Linked DNA regions of Gossypium hirsutum: region 1 is linked to region 2. A link is a contact called in public Hi-C data. All regions are on one chromosome and are shown on one strand. Each heading gives the region's core, a stretch centred on a gene start, on an enhancer-like site or on the middle of the called end of the contact. The rest is flanking DNA. Distances are from core to core; before and after follow the strand shown.

Region 1 (5,676 bases), core at 2,638-5,137, 250 kb after region 2:
GGTACTATATCTCTGTTATTTTTACCAAGTCCGATAAATTCTTGTTCATTCTCTATTACAGACACAATTCTCTGTTTTAGCTCTAGAAATGCTCTGTGCCTCTTTACTAGGTACAGTCAGATGATGTATTTCTTCTTGAACTCTAATTGGAAGATTTTACAATTTACTTGATATTTAGGAAATCCCGTTGTCAAAGTTATTAATCTATGATAAGCTTCACCTTTCAAAGTGACATAGTGCTTTAGACTGTCTTCAGAAGAACATACTAATTCATCAAAACTTGCTGAGTATTTTCTAACAATATTCAATTCTAGTAGGATCATCATCAATTTCATCCCTGAATTATTCAGCTCCATGTTTCAAAATCTTATTAACTAAAGAACTTACCAGATTTTGAGGACAAAAGAATGCTTTGGAAGGTACCATCAGTGGTGGAGGTCGTGGAGCCACAAAATTAGCTCGCATAACTCTAAGAATTGTTAGTTTATCTTTTAAAAGAAAAAACCTCTTGTTTCACTATCCGACCTCTGCGGAATGACACACTATAACCAGCTCCTTGTTGGAAGCGAAAACATTACCATTTACCTCATTTGATACTACATAATTTAAACTCAGCTAACAGTTAGGTCGAATCATACATCACACTATCCCAGATTAATGAGCCATGTATTTCAAGATTCAACACAGGCTCTATTCATTCCTAGAATCGAATAAACCGTAGCTTTGATACCACTAAATGTAAAACCCCTTATTTGTTTGGTTGCAAGACCTGAGCTACAGAGTGCTACAGTTAAAGCCAAAACAAAACACATTCAACTCACATCAATTATTTCAAATAATCATGGAATTTATTCATAAATACACAATTAACATTCAAATTATACATGAATCATACAATCAAAATCATTTCAATGCATAATCACCCAATATAAATCTTTCTCGGGCCTTATACAAGCTTATGTATTCACTAGTACCAACCTAAAAATTAACTAGGACTAATTTGCAACATTTTTGAAATTATAGATCAATTATATCATAAATAAAACTTTTCCATAATCAATCATGTCATAAAACATTCAAATATTATGAAATACATTTAAATATGAGCCTTAAATAAGCTTACGAAAGCTCAAAAATTGGCCCGAAAACACATAGGGATCAAATCATAATATTTTAAAAAGATAAAGGAAATTATGCAACATAGGGGTCACATGGTTGTGTGTCCAGGTTGTGTAACTCACTAAACACGTGTGGATCAAATTTCAAATTTGATAAAAAATCACACGGCCATGTGACAGACTGAAACCGTGTGATACATATACTTCTTAATTTCTAAAGAGCACACGACCGTGTCACTAGCCTGTGTTTGACACATGGCCGTGTCTCAAACTGTGTGGTGCAAAAATAAGTCACTACATGCATAGCTCAATTAACCTATTCAAAGGGACCTAAAATGCACATTTAGCCAACACAAATACTTGTTCAAACATACACTTTCCATGCCAAAAATACAACTTGTAACTCCTCCCTAAATACCTAACCAATATGCCACATTGGCACCACCACAATAAAGATCTAAGAAACTTTCAGACCATTCATCCAATTCAAATAGGCATATAAGCTTATGTTAAAACTTTCAATTTATCAGAATAACTTGTCAAAATCTCACATACGAGACATGTGCAAGAATCCCACAACTTTCAAATAGGGTTCAATCATATGCGACAATCTTGTAGATAGATTTTGCATATACGTCTCCAAAATAAAATCTTCGGCGTGATTATAAAAAATACAAAAAATAAATAAAATTTAATCTTTTTAACAACTTAATAATGAACTTAAATAAAATTATAAAAATTAAAAATATTTTCTTACCATTTACAGTTGAATCGCGAAAATGTGGTTTTCATCGAAACGAATAATAGTATTTGTCATTCCAAAACTAAATTAAAATGAATAAAAAACAGAATTAAATCAAGAACTTAAGAGAATTTTAATTAAAATTTTAGAATTAAATTCTTGAAAGATTTGAGAGAATTAAGAGAATTGACAGAAATGGATTTGAATGAAAACATGAGGAAAATATTTGGGTTTATATAGAAATAAAAACTAGTCGTTTTTTATGGTCATTGGCAATTGGACCGTTGGGGGAGGTTACCGTTGGGTGAAAAAGCGTCCAGTTGGACGTATTTCCCCCTTTCTCCAAGATTGGCCTATTCTGGTAAATATGTTACAAATTGGCCTAATCACTTAATTAATTTTTAAAATTGACATTTTTGCCTAATTTAGCCTCTCTCTTTTTTCCCTTCCCAAGAAACCTTAGAGACCGCTGCTCTTTCAGCCGCCGTCGATGGTCCACTACGGCCAATAATGCCACAAAAAAGAACCTCTCTTTTACCCCTTTAACCTTTTTCTTCCTTTCATCCATTGCCGCTGTGAATCATCGTGGTCCCCCATTTACTGCCGCTATCTTGGGCGGAAAACAACACCAATCAAATCCTCTTCCTCGCTTGTTTTTATTATCTGAAATGATTCCCTCCAATATGAAGGTATAATATGTATAGTTAGGTTATATTTCCTTACAAAAGCAATATGATTGCGGGACACGCTATAAATAATGTTAAATGGTTCTGGAGGGCTATCAATTTAAAGTATAGGAGTATGCATTCTTGCAAAAAAGCAAATGAAATCAAAGAGACCAGTATTGTCGTGTTTTACAAATAAAATCGAAATGATATACTAAAATATGGTATAATCTTATATAGAAGAAAAATATATTGAAAAACCCTAAACGATAAATTAAAATACTATATATATAACATTGTTGATGCAGAAGCTTGATCGGAGGAAGAAAGCCCAGGCTTGGCGCAAGCTCACATGATGGTAGCGCAAGATCCCCATCTTAATTCATGAGCAAAATTTGATAGACTTGGTCCAAGTTGAGTGTCATGTTTCACACCCTAAACTTTGGTTAGCACTTTTAACTTAGGTAAGATTTAGCATCTGAAAAAAAAAATTTAGCTTTAACTGACAATGTTTTTTTTTAATTTTGATTTATGTAATGATACGACACTCTAATATTGCATCACATCATCATTTAAATATTTTATAAAATTATAATTTTTAAGCGATAATATGATGATACAATATCAAATGTGTCAAATGAATAAAACTGAAAAAGTTGTTAAGTTTGAAGATTAACGAAAATAATTCAAAGACTAAGTAGAGGAAAATTATCAAAATCATGACTTTATCTCTTTTTCTAAGGTTTAATAAGTAGAGGAAAATTATCAAAATCATGACTTTATCTCTTTTTCTAAGGTTTAATATATCATTTGGTACTTGAATTTGATATATTTTTTTAATGTGGTACCTGGGTTGTTTTTTGGTCTAATTTGATATCTATATTTGACAAAAGTTATATTTTTTTTATACCCAAAGGTTACAATGCTAACTTTTTTATTTGGATTTTAGGATTCATTTAATGAAAGTTAATTGCTAATAGTATTATGTTTGAATTTTTTATGATTTTGTTAATAGAATAAATGTAGTGTTAATTGTGAATTTATTTAATTTTCCATTTAATTTGTCAAATATAATCTAATTAATGTGAATTAATTCAGGTTTAGGATTGATATGATGAAAGTTAATTGCTAATATTATTAGCTAATAATTTTTATAAAATCAATTCCAAAACTTGAATTAAAAATTAAAAAATTAATATTGATACTTTCATGTACCTAAATATATATAATTTTTGTCAAATATAAAAATCGTATATTACAATAAAAAAAATTCAAACTAAAATACCAAATTAAATGGTAAATTAAAAGATAATTAAGTGTAACGTTTTTGCTGTATTAAAAGGAAGGTACTATAGTTTAGATGCACTATTGAATTTGTGCAGACAATTATTAGCCACACAAATGAGTTGAGATGAGGAACAGTCCTAAAGACATGATCAAAAAGCCTCTCATCTCACTTCCAACGTGTCATGCAATGAGTGGCAGAGATCTCAGAACTCATTCCACCTCACCACCATTTCATCATTCAAAGTGCACCTTCCAAAGCTAAGGGTCTCTGAGCCTTGTTGTCATCCAATCAATTCCAACAAAAATCCTCCATTGTTGATGGTTCAAGCCTTTCCATCATACATTTGACACCCATCTCTTTGCATAAAAATTATGCAAATGAGGACCCTCAATGCAGCAACTCCAAGTTTGACACCTCTCTCGGTTCTTTCTGAGACAAGAACCGAGGCCAGAAAAGCACCATTGCTCCCCATTGCTTCACCACTCAAACTACCCAACTCCCCAGCTTTTATTAAGACCCAACCAGCTTTGCACCAGTGTTTGTCAAGAACCTTGCATGGTGGTTTACTGCTTCTGTCATCACTTCTCCCCAATGGTTTCGCTAAAGCCTTGTCATACGAGGAAGCCCTACAGCAGACGACGGGATCCTCCTCGTCTGTTAATTTTGACCCAAATGGGATCCTTGATACCGTCGTCAGTTTTGCAACTGAGAATCCCACGGTTGTAGCTGGTGGCACCGTTGCTTTAGCAGTTCCTTTGATTTTGTCTCAGCTGTTAAAGAATCCAAAGCCATGGGGAGTTGAATCTGCAAGGAGTGCTTACGCCAAGCTAGGTGACGATGCCACTGCTCAGTTGCTGGACATAAGGCCTCTCAAGGAGTCTAGAGATGTTGGTAGCCCTGACATTAAGGGATTTGGGAAGAAACCGGTGTCAATTGCCTACAATGGTGAAGATAAACCAGTGTTCTTGACAAAACTGTCTTTGAAATTCAAGGAACCTGAAAATACAACCTTATTCATTATGGACAAGTAAGCTTCTGAAAACCCTATGCCTCGTATATATTTGTTCATATATGAATTCCCAGCATTGTCTATGAAACCTTCGTTTCTAGTTAAGGATCCACTCTTATTGATGATTGTATCACTGTATCTGAGATTAAATGGTTTGTGTGTTGGTTGTGGAGGAAGAATGTAGAACTGAATATGCCTATATGGAGGCTCATTGGCCTTAAGCTACACAATAGAATATGGCCATTACCTCTTTCTTAATTGATCCTGAGTTCCTAACCCATAAATTAACTGCATTTTGTTCCAAGGGTTGAAGGTTTCTAAATTGATAGGCCATACGTTCTTAACTGTTAAAATGTGTCTTTAAACATATGTAAGCATTGGCTGACAAATATTTTATTTGTAACTATATGCATTTTGTTTGTAGGGAAGATGAAACTAGAACTTTCATTTGATTCATCTTCTAATATTGCTTTAAATTTGTGTTGAAAGCCAGATTTGATGGGAATTCTGAACTGGTTGCGGAGTTGGTCACTGCAAATGGATTCAAAGCTGCTTATGCAGTCAAAGATGGTGCTGAAGGACCACGGGGATGGGTGGTATGTGCTGTTCTAAATCAATTTTTTTTTGTTTCTTTCTCCATTTTTTCTAAATTTAGCAATTGCATCTTTTGAGACTGGTTTCAATTCTGCAGAACAGTGGTCTTCCCTGGATACAACCAAAGAAAGGTCTTGACCTTAGCAATTTGACAGAAGCATTCGCCGAGGCCTTCGGAGTACCTATCTTCATCTCCTAATTGCTTATTCACTTCTAAGATTTTGATGTCATAGAGAGACTTTTCTAGATCTTGAATTGAT
Region 2 (6,347 bases), core at 885-3,384:
ATCACCATGTGGCCCATGACAATTTAATGCATATGCCATTTTTAACTTCATTCCATGGTATCCTTTCTTCAATTCTCTAGTTTATATCATCCAACTACTTTTTTAACATCAACACGAAGACACTGCCTAAATAACATCAAACAGCTATGGCAGGATTTAAGCTTTAAGCTAAAGGAAAGCATTTAATAAAATTGCAACAACAAACTAAAGTAAAAAGGGTGAGAGACCGAAAGTTGTATCGCTTCTTCCACCTCCTAGATGCATCAATGGTATCAATCTCTATACAAGGGTGAGAATAACAAGGGCTAGAATGAACAGACAGCCCAAATAGTTCGGATTTATTTGTTAGCAAGTTTATAAACAATGTCTTTCAAACCATCTAAAATTCTATATCTACAAACTTTAATGATTAAAAAAGGAAATAAACAAGCACTCAAAATTAGCTAAGCCTAGGAAATAGGAAAAGAACTTCAAGTGAGCAACCATACCTCCATCTCTGCAGAAGAATTAAAGTCATCAAAGTTCAATGGATTTTCTGGTTCTGTAGCATTAACATTTGAAACTAATGTGTCTTTGTGAACTTCTGGTTTTGGGATAGAAGAACAATTAAGTCCATCAATCAATTCACTTCCAACTCCATTTTCCGCAACCGGATCAGCACTGAGACATTGACTAACTATTTCCTCTTGATTTTGAGTTTTAGTTCCATTTTGTTCTGGCATCTCAGGATGAGCTGCTTCACTCCCAGCAATCACATCTGCTTCAACCATGGCATCAACATCTTCACAAGATTCCGAGCTTCGATGCAGAACAACCTCCTTCTCTTCCTCAGAACCAGTACCACTTGAGACTCCAATTGAAAAGTCTATATCCTGTTTTCCCCCCAAAACTGAACCACAACTCCCCTCAGCTCCCTTACTAGAATCTGAATGATTCCCATTGTTCAAAACTACAGATTTCTCATTTTCCTCATTATCTTCATCCTCACTGCTATAATCACTGTCACTATCACTCTCATCCACTTTCCTCTTTCCCATCCTATATAAGCAAACAAAAATAAGTCAACAATCTATATATCAATACCAACCTTATAAACGGCAAATCAAAAGAGCTTAAAAACTTACCAAATCTTCAATCTTTTGGGGTCAGCTCCTCCCGGCACTGTCTTCCGTTTTCCATTTTGGCAGGCCGCCCTAACGGACTCTTCAACCACCGCCACGCACCTCGCCGACTGCTCTCTGTACTTCTCTACGTACTTCTCGGCCTCTCCATCTCCAACTCCTTTTTTCCCAGTTTTTGCTTTCTTCTTTATGAAGTCTTCAGCGATCTTCTCCAACTTTCTCTGTTCTTCCTCCGCTTTCCACTCCTCCAACCTCTTCTCGGCATTTACATGCCTTAGCCTCCTTCCGCTCATGTCTCGGCACGCCTCGAAATTGCTTGTCTTTTTCTGCCCGGCCTTTGTGGCTGCGCCACGCAGCAGAGACCCGAAACCTCCTTTGCCACCGAGGAGCCGGAGGGAAAGGTTGAGGGTAGCGTTGGAGTGGGAAATCACCGAATCGTCCTTGAGTTGATGGCCGCGAATCAGTCGCTGGAAATTGAAAGGGATTTGGGTAAATTCCTGAATTCGGTGCTTGACATCGCCGACTTGGACTTGAAGGGTCGGGAATAGGAGCGACAAAGTTTCACCATTGAGAAGTTTAACGAACAGCTGTAACTGCCTTGGGTTCAGGTCCTTCATGTCGATATCGTCTCCGCTGATTTGATCATCTTCCATAACAGGTACGTGTCCGTGATTTCAAGATGAAGATTTGGGGATCAGGGGAAAAGGAGAAACTAGGGTTGGGATCCTGATTATAAACCTAATTTCCCGAGTAGTCCATCTTTAATATATTGGGTGTTCGGGTCAACTCCGCCGGGTAACGGAGAATCCTTAAAAGAAAAGGCAAAAAAATGTTTAATTCATCAGAAGGCCTCAATTTTATAATATAAATTTTAAATTGATCCCAAACTTCAAAACATTTTAATTGTATCTTTAAAGTATTAATATTCTATCAACCAAATTCTTGTATCACCTTAGTCATTAGCTTGGATATCAAACATCAATTTAAATATGAGGTGAAACACATTTAATCACATAGTTCAAATTATAAATATATTTATTTATCATATGGACAATTTGGATCACACATGTTAATAAAATAACTTTCTTAAATTTATTAGCTCAATATACTTTTTAATATATCATATTCAAATTATTCATAAATGTAGGTACAAAGTTATTTGGTGTTTAATCCACTTGTTTTGATTTTTAAATATGCTTTATATCAAGTTTGAACTAATATCTAATGTTGAAATTAATACACATGCTGACATAGGGTAGGTTTGGATGGACGATATGTTTATCTGCGATTAATGTAAAGACAGTAGTGGCGGTGATATTAGGTATTGCACTAATATTGTAGCGTGAGACAAAAAGTAAGCTAAATGCACTGCACCCCACCGCACTCCACCGTCCGTCCAAACCCACCCATAATGACCTAATAGATATAATATTTATATTTTAAATATTTGATTAGAAGTTTAGAGAATAATTTAAACTTTAAGCAATAGTGTAGGGACTATTAGTGAAATTAATCCAAAAGTCGTTGGGCCTGGTCACAAAAAACCTGTCATAAAAACTGTTATGATTTCTTTTGTAATGTTTTACTTGGACGGCTCAACAATCGAAACAACGAAACCCTCCATCTCTCTCTCCCCTGATTGCCCGACAGCCCGAAAATCTCCCTTCACATAGAATTCGATTAGCTAAATGAAGAAGGAATATATACCCGATAAAGGTCGGAGCTTACCCGTGGATCCAAATCTCCCCAAATGGATCTGCCAGAACTGTCACCATTCCCTCTGTATCGTCGGATTCGATTCCTACGTCGACAAGTTCCCCAACGACTCTTCTCGATCAGGTTAGGGTTTCTCCAATCTCTTCCTTTTTAAATTTCTGCTTCTGCCCAGTTGTTGAATTTAATATTTTTTCGGTTTAATTAGCTGAGGATTAATTCTTTTCGATTTTGAAGTGGTCTGAGTTGCAAAACTTATAAAATTGGGGATTTTCTATTATCTTCATGTACTGATGCTGGAATTGGGACCAAAACACAGTGGATTCTTCAATTATTTTATTTGGCTACTAAGTACTAAACCTGACTATAATAGCAGTATTTCAAGCTGATGTTCCTTGCTAAGAAAATTGATGTATGAATGATGCAGCAATGCAGGGGGCTTCGATACATGGAGCTAGCAGCATGCTGGGTTCAACACGAATGGATAACTCTTTCGTCGTGCTGCCAAAGCAAAAGCCCTTGGCCCCAGGAATCCCTCCACGACCTCGTGGCATTCCTGGTCAGCCTGATACTGGCCAAGCTAGGAAAGGTATGGAAGAATCATTTGTGGTGGTTGATAAATCAGAGTCTGCTTCTGATGGAAGTGGGACGCAATTACCATCGTCAGAAGGTGGACCAAGCAGTTCTTTGCAGCCGAACAACTCTGGATTTCACTCAACTATTACTGTCCTGAAGAATGCATTTGAGATTGCCACGACTCAGACACAGGTATTGCTCATTTTATTGCTTTTCCAGTTTGGTGCTTCATTGTTGTAGAGAGGATATATTTATACTCTTTTATTATGCATTCGGCATTTTTAGGTTGAACAACCATTATGCCTTGAGTGTATGAGGGTGTTGTCTGACAAACTTGACAAGGAGGTTGAAGATGTGACTAGGGATATCGAAGCATATGAAGCCTGTCTTCAGCGCCTGGAGGGGGAACCACGAGATGTACTCAGCGAGACTGATTTTTGTAAGGAGAAATTAAAGGTAACTGTTAGGCAGTTTCTATGAGTAACTTATATGATAAAGGATAAATGATTCCTCATGCTAGTACTTTAATTTGCAGAGAGAATTGTTAAGGGCTTTTTAATATTTTCTAATGTCTAGACACTCTAAGGCTTTAGTTTCACTTTTGTTTGGATGAGGGAGGTTTCACTCCAGAATGTTAATAAATTTTTGGTTTCAGAACAGTGTATCATAAAAGACACTAGAAGATGGCAGAGGGCTAGGATTGTTAAAATGTACAAGGATCCGATAACTGTTTTACTGGATGAATGAAAGAAAATCCCTTTGAATTAACCAAAAAAAAATCCTTCAAAAAAGAAAAAACTTTTCCCAATGTTAATCTGCATTGTATTGTTGAAAAAATATGAACAGTAAACCAGGAATACTTGTAAATGACAGTTCCTCATTATGATAAATGCATTAACTGCGTTGATAAATGATTTTCCTAGTTAAATGCATATCTGATTGTCTGTTCATTCTGTAAGATCGAGGAAGAAGAAAGAAAACTTGAAGCAGCAATTGAAGAAATAGAAAAACAGAATGCTGCAGTAAATGCAGAACTAAAAGAATTAGAGCAAAAATCAAAACGATTCAAAGAATTGGAAGAGCGGTAAGTTTCTTCTTTTTCTTCTTCTTCTTCTGTATCTTTATCCTTCATATGTGGTCGCCTCAGATAAAATTGTAGTGTTGTACAACACTTGTTTTACCTCTTTTCCCTTTGTCCTCCCCCTTGATCCTCCATCTCTTTCTCAAACCAGAATGCAAAGCACACCTTTATTTGTATATGACCAGGATTTTTTTTAATTATCAGATCCTTATGCTTGTTGGAATCAATGTGTGACAGGTATTGGCAAGAGTTTAACAACTTTCAGTTTCAATTAATCGCTCATCAGGTTAGTTTCTGATGCAGTCTCTTGACCAAAACTTTTCTTTGACCCACAATTGATTGATAAAGACAGTCCAAGATGGTTCAGCAAATGTCAATTTTACTAATGTTGTTATTTACATTGTTGTGAGCAGTAAAGTTAATCAACATTTGCAAACAAATATTCTTTCAAATAACAAAGCGAACTCCTTAAGTACCTTCTTACTTTACAAAATATTTCTTTTAACAGGAAGAGAGAGATGCAATTTTGGCTAAGACTGAAGTTTCACAAGCACATTTGGAGCTGTTAAAGCGAACTAACGTGCTCAATGATGCTTTCCCTATCTGGCATGATGGAGAATTTGGAACTATAAACAATTTTCGTCTTGGACGACTGCCTAAAATTCCAGTAAGAAATTGACATTATTTTCCTTATGGAAAGTTGTTTTTGTTGGCAGTGAAGAGTGACTGATATTTGTTGTTTTTGGCTTAGGTTGAGTGGGACGAAATAAATGCTGCCTGGGGTCAAGCTTGCCTCCTACTTCATACAATGTGCCAATATTTCCGACCAAAATTTCAGTATCCTTTTCTAGTGATTGTTAGTCTACGTAGTAGTTCCATGAAAAGTGACGTTCACAGTCTGTATGTGTGTGTGTGTTGTAATTGTTCAAGTTATGTGGTCTACTCGTTTTCTTATGCCATCATCTATTTCTGCCTGTGTAAGGTAAAATAGTAGTTAAAGCAAGCAGTATCTCAACTTTGGGGGAACTTTGCTACCTTTTGTGCCTAAAAGCAGTTTATAAAGTGATATGTGTTGTATCCTTAATTAGTGGCTTTCAGCTATCGGATAAAGATAATTCCCCTGGGTAGCTACCCTCGGATAATGGACAGCAACAACAATACATATGAGTTGTAAGTGTAAAGGCTTTTTGACTTTTTGAATGATTTGATTTGGAATATTAAAAGCATGTAAACCTGAAAGGATTGGTGCATCCTTGGGAGTATGTAATACATAAATCTGGGCTACGTCCTCTTATGTGTTTTACGCATCATGCTTGTTGCATGTTTTCAGTTGCCTGCTGCATGAATATGTTTCTAGGTTTGGTCCAGTGAACCTGTTCTGGAGTACACGGTACGACAAAGCAATGACACTATTCTTAACTTGCCTCAAGGACTTTGCTGAGTTTGCAAATGCCAAGGATCTAGAAAACAACATTCCACTTGAGAAATGCTTCAACTTACCCTACAAGTGAGATTTCTTTTTTATGTAGAATGGTACTCCTTAGTCTCTTCTGTATCTGAATATCAATGTGATTTGGGTGGTTCTGAATCGAGTAGATCCGAACTTTTGAATTTACTGTTCTATTTGTGCCATCTTTCAGGATCGAGAACGATAAAGTTGAAAACTACTCCATCACACAAAGCTTCAATAAGCAAGAGAATTGGACCAAAGCTTTGAAATATACCCTCTGTAATCTTAAGTGGGCTCTCTACTGGTTTATTGGGAGCACCAATTTCCAGCCTCTATCCGCCATGGTTTCTTCAGCTACTGAAGTTCCAGCTGTGGGCTCTTTATACGCAAAACGTGGTACTGATCC

Evidence for each region. Hi-C and Micro-C count contacts between places; a contact is called where the count stands out from the background.
Region 1: a contact with region 2 is called in a Hi-C map of leaf, with 5 times the contacts expected there. The contact joins the promoter of LOC107933531 here to the promoter of LOC107938159 in region 2. A contact is called at or near these places in 19 of 34 Hi-C or Micro-C datasets (anther, callus, fibers and 4 more).

Annotation. Positions count from the first base shown.
Region 1 is chrA08:102,223,544-102,229,219 of Gossypium_hirsutum_v2.1, forward strand. It overlaps LOC107933531 (rhodanese-like domain-containing protein 4, chloroplastic), which reads left to right and starts at 3,888. Exons shown (of 9, transcript XM_016865766.2): 1 at 3,888-4,840; 2 at 5,316-5,418; 3 at 5,514-5,594. The coding sequence starts at 4,185.
Region 2 is chrA08:101,972,938-101,979,284 of Gossypium_hirsutum_v2.1, forward strand. LOC107938159 (beclin-1-like protein) reads left to right here and starts at 2,135. Exons shown (of 10, transcript XM_041074602.1): 1 at 2,135-2,960; 2 at 3,262-3,602; 3 at 3,696-3,866; 4 at 4,370-4,494; 5 at 4,696-4,777; 6 at 5,000-5,158; 7 at 5,243-5,328; 8 at 5,590-5,661; 9 at 5,849-5,998; 10 at 6,132-6,347. The coding sequence starts at 2,810. LOC107938161 (replication stress response regulator SDE2) reads right to left here and starts at 1,774. Exons shown (of 3, transcript XM_016871235.2): 1 at 1,125-1,774; 2 at 489-1,038. The coding sequence starts at 1,774. It overlaps LOC107938162, which reads right to left. Exons shown (of 10, transcript XM_041074624.1): 10 at 5,684-6,347.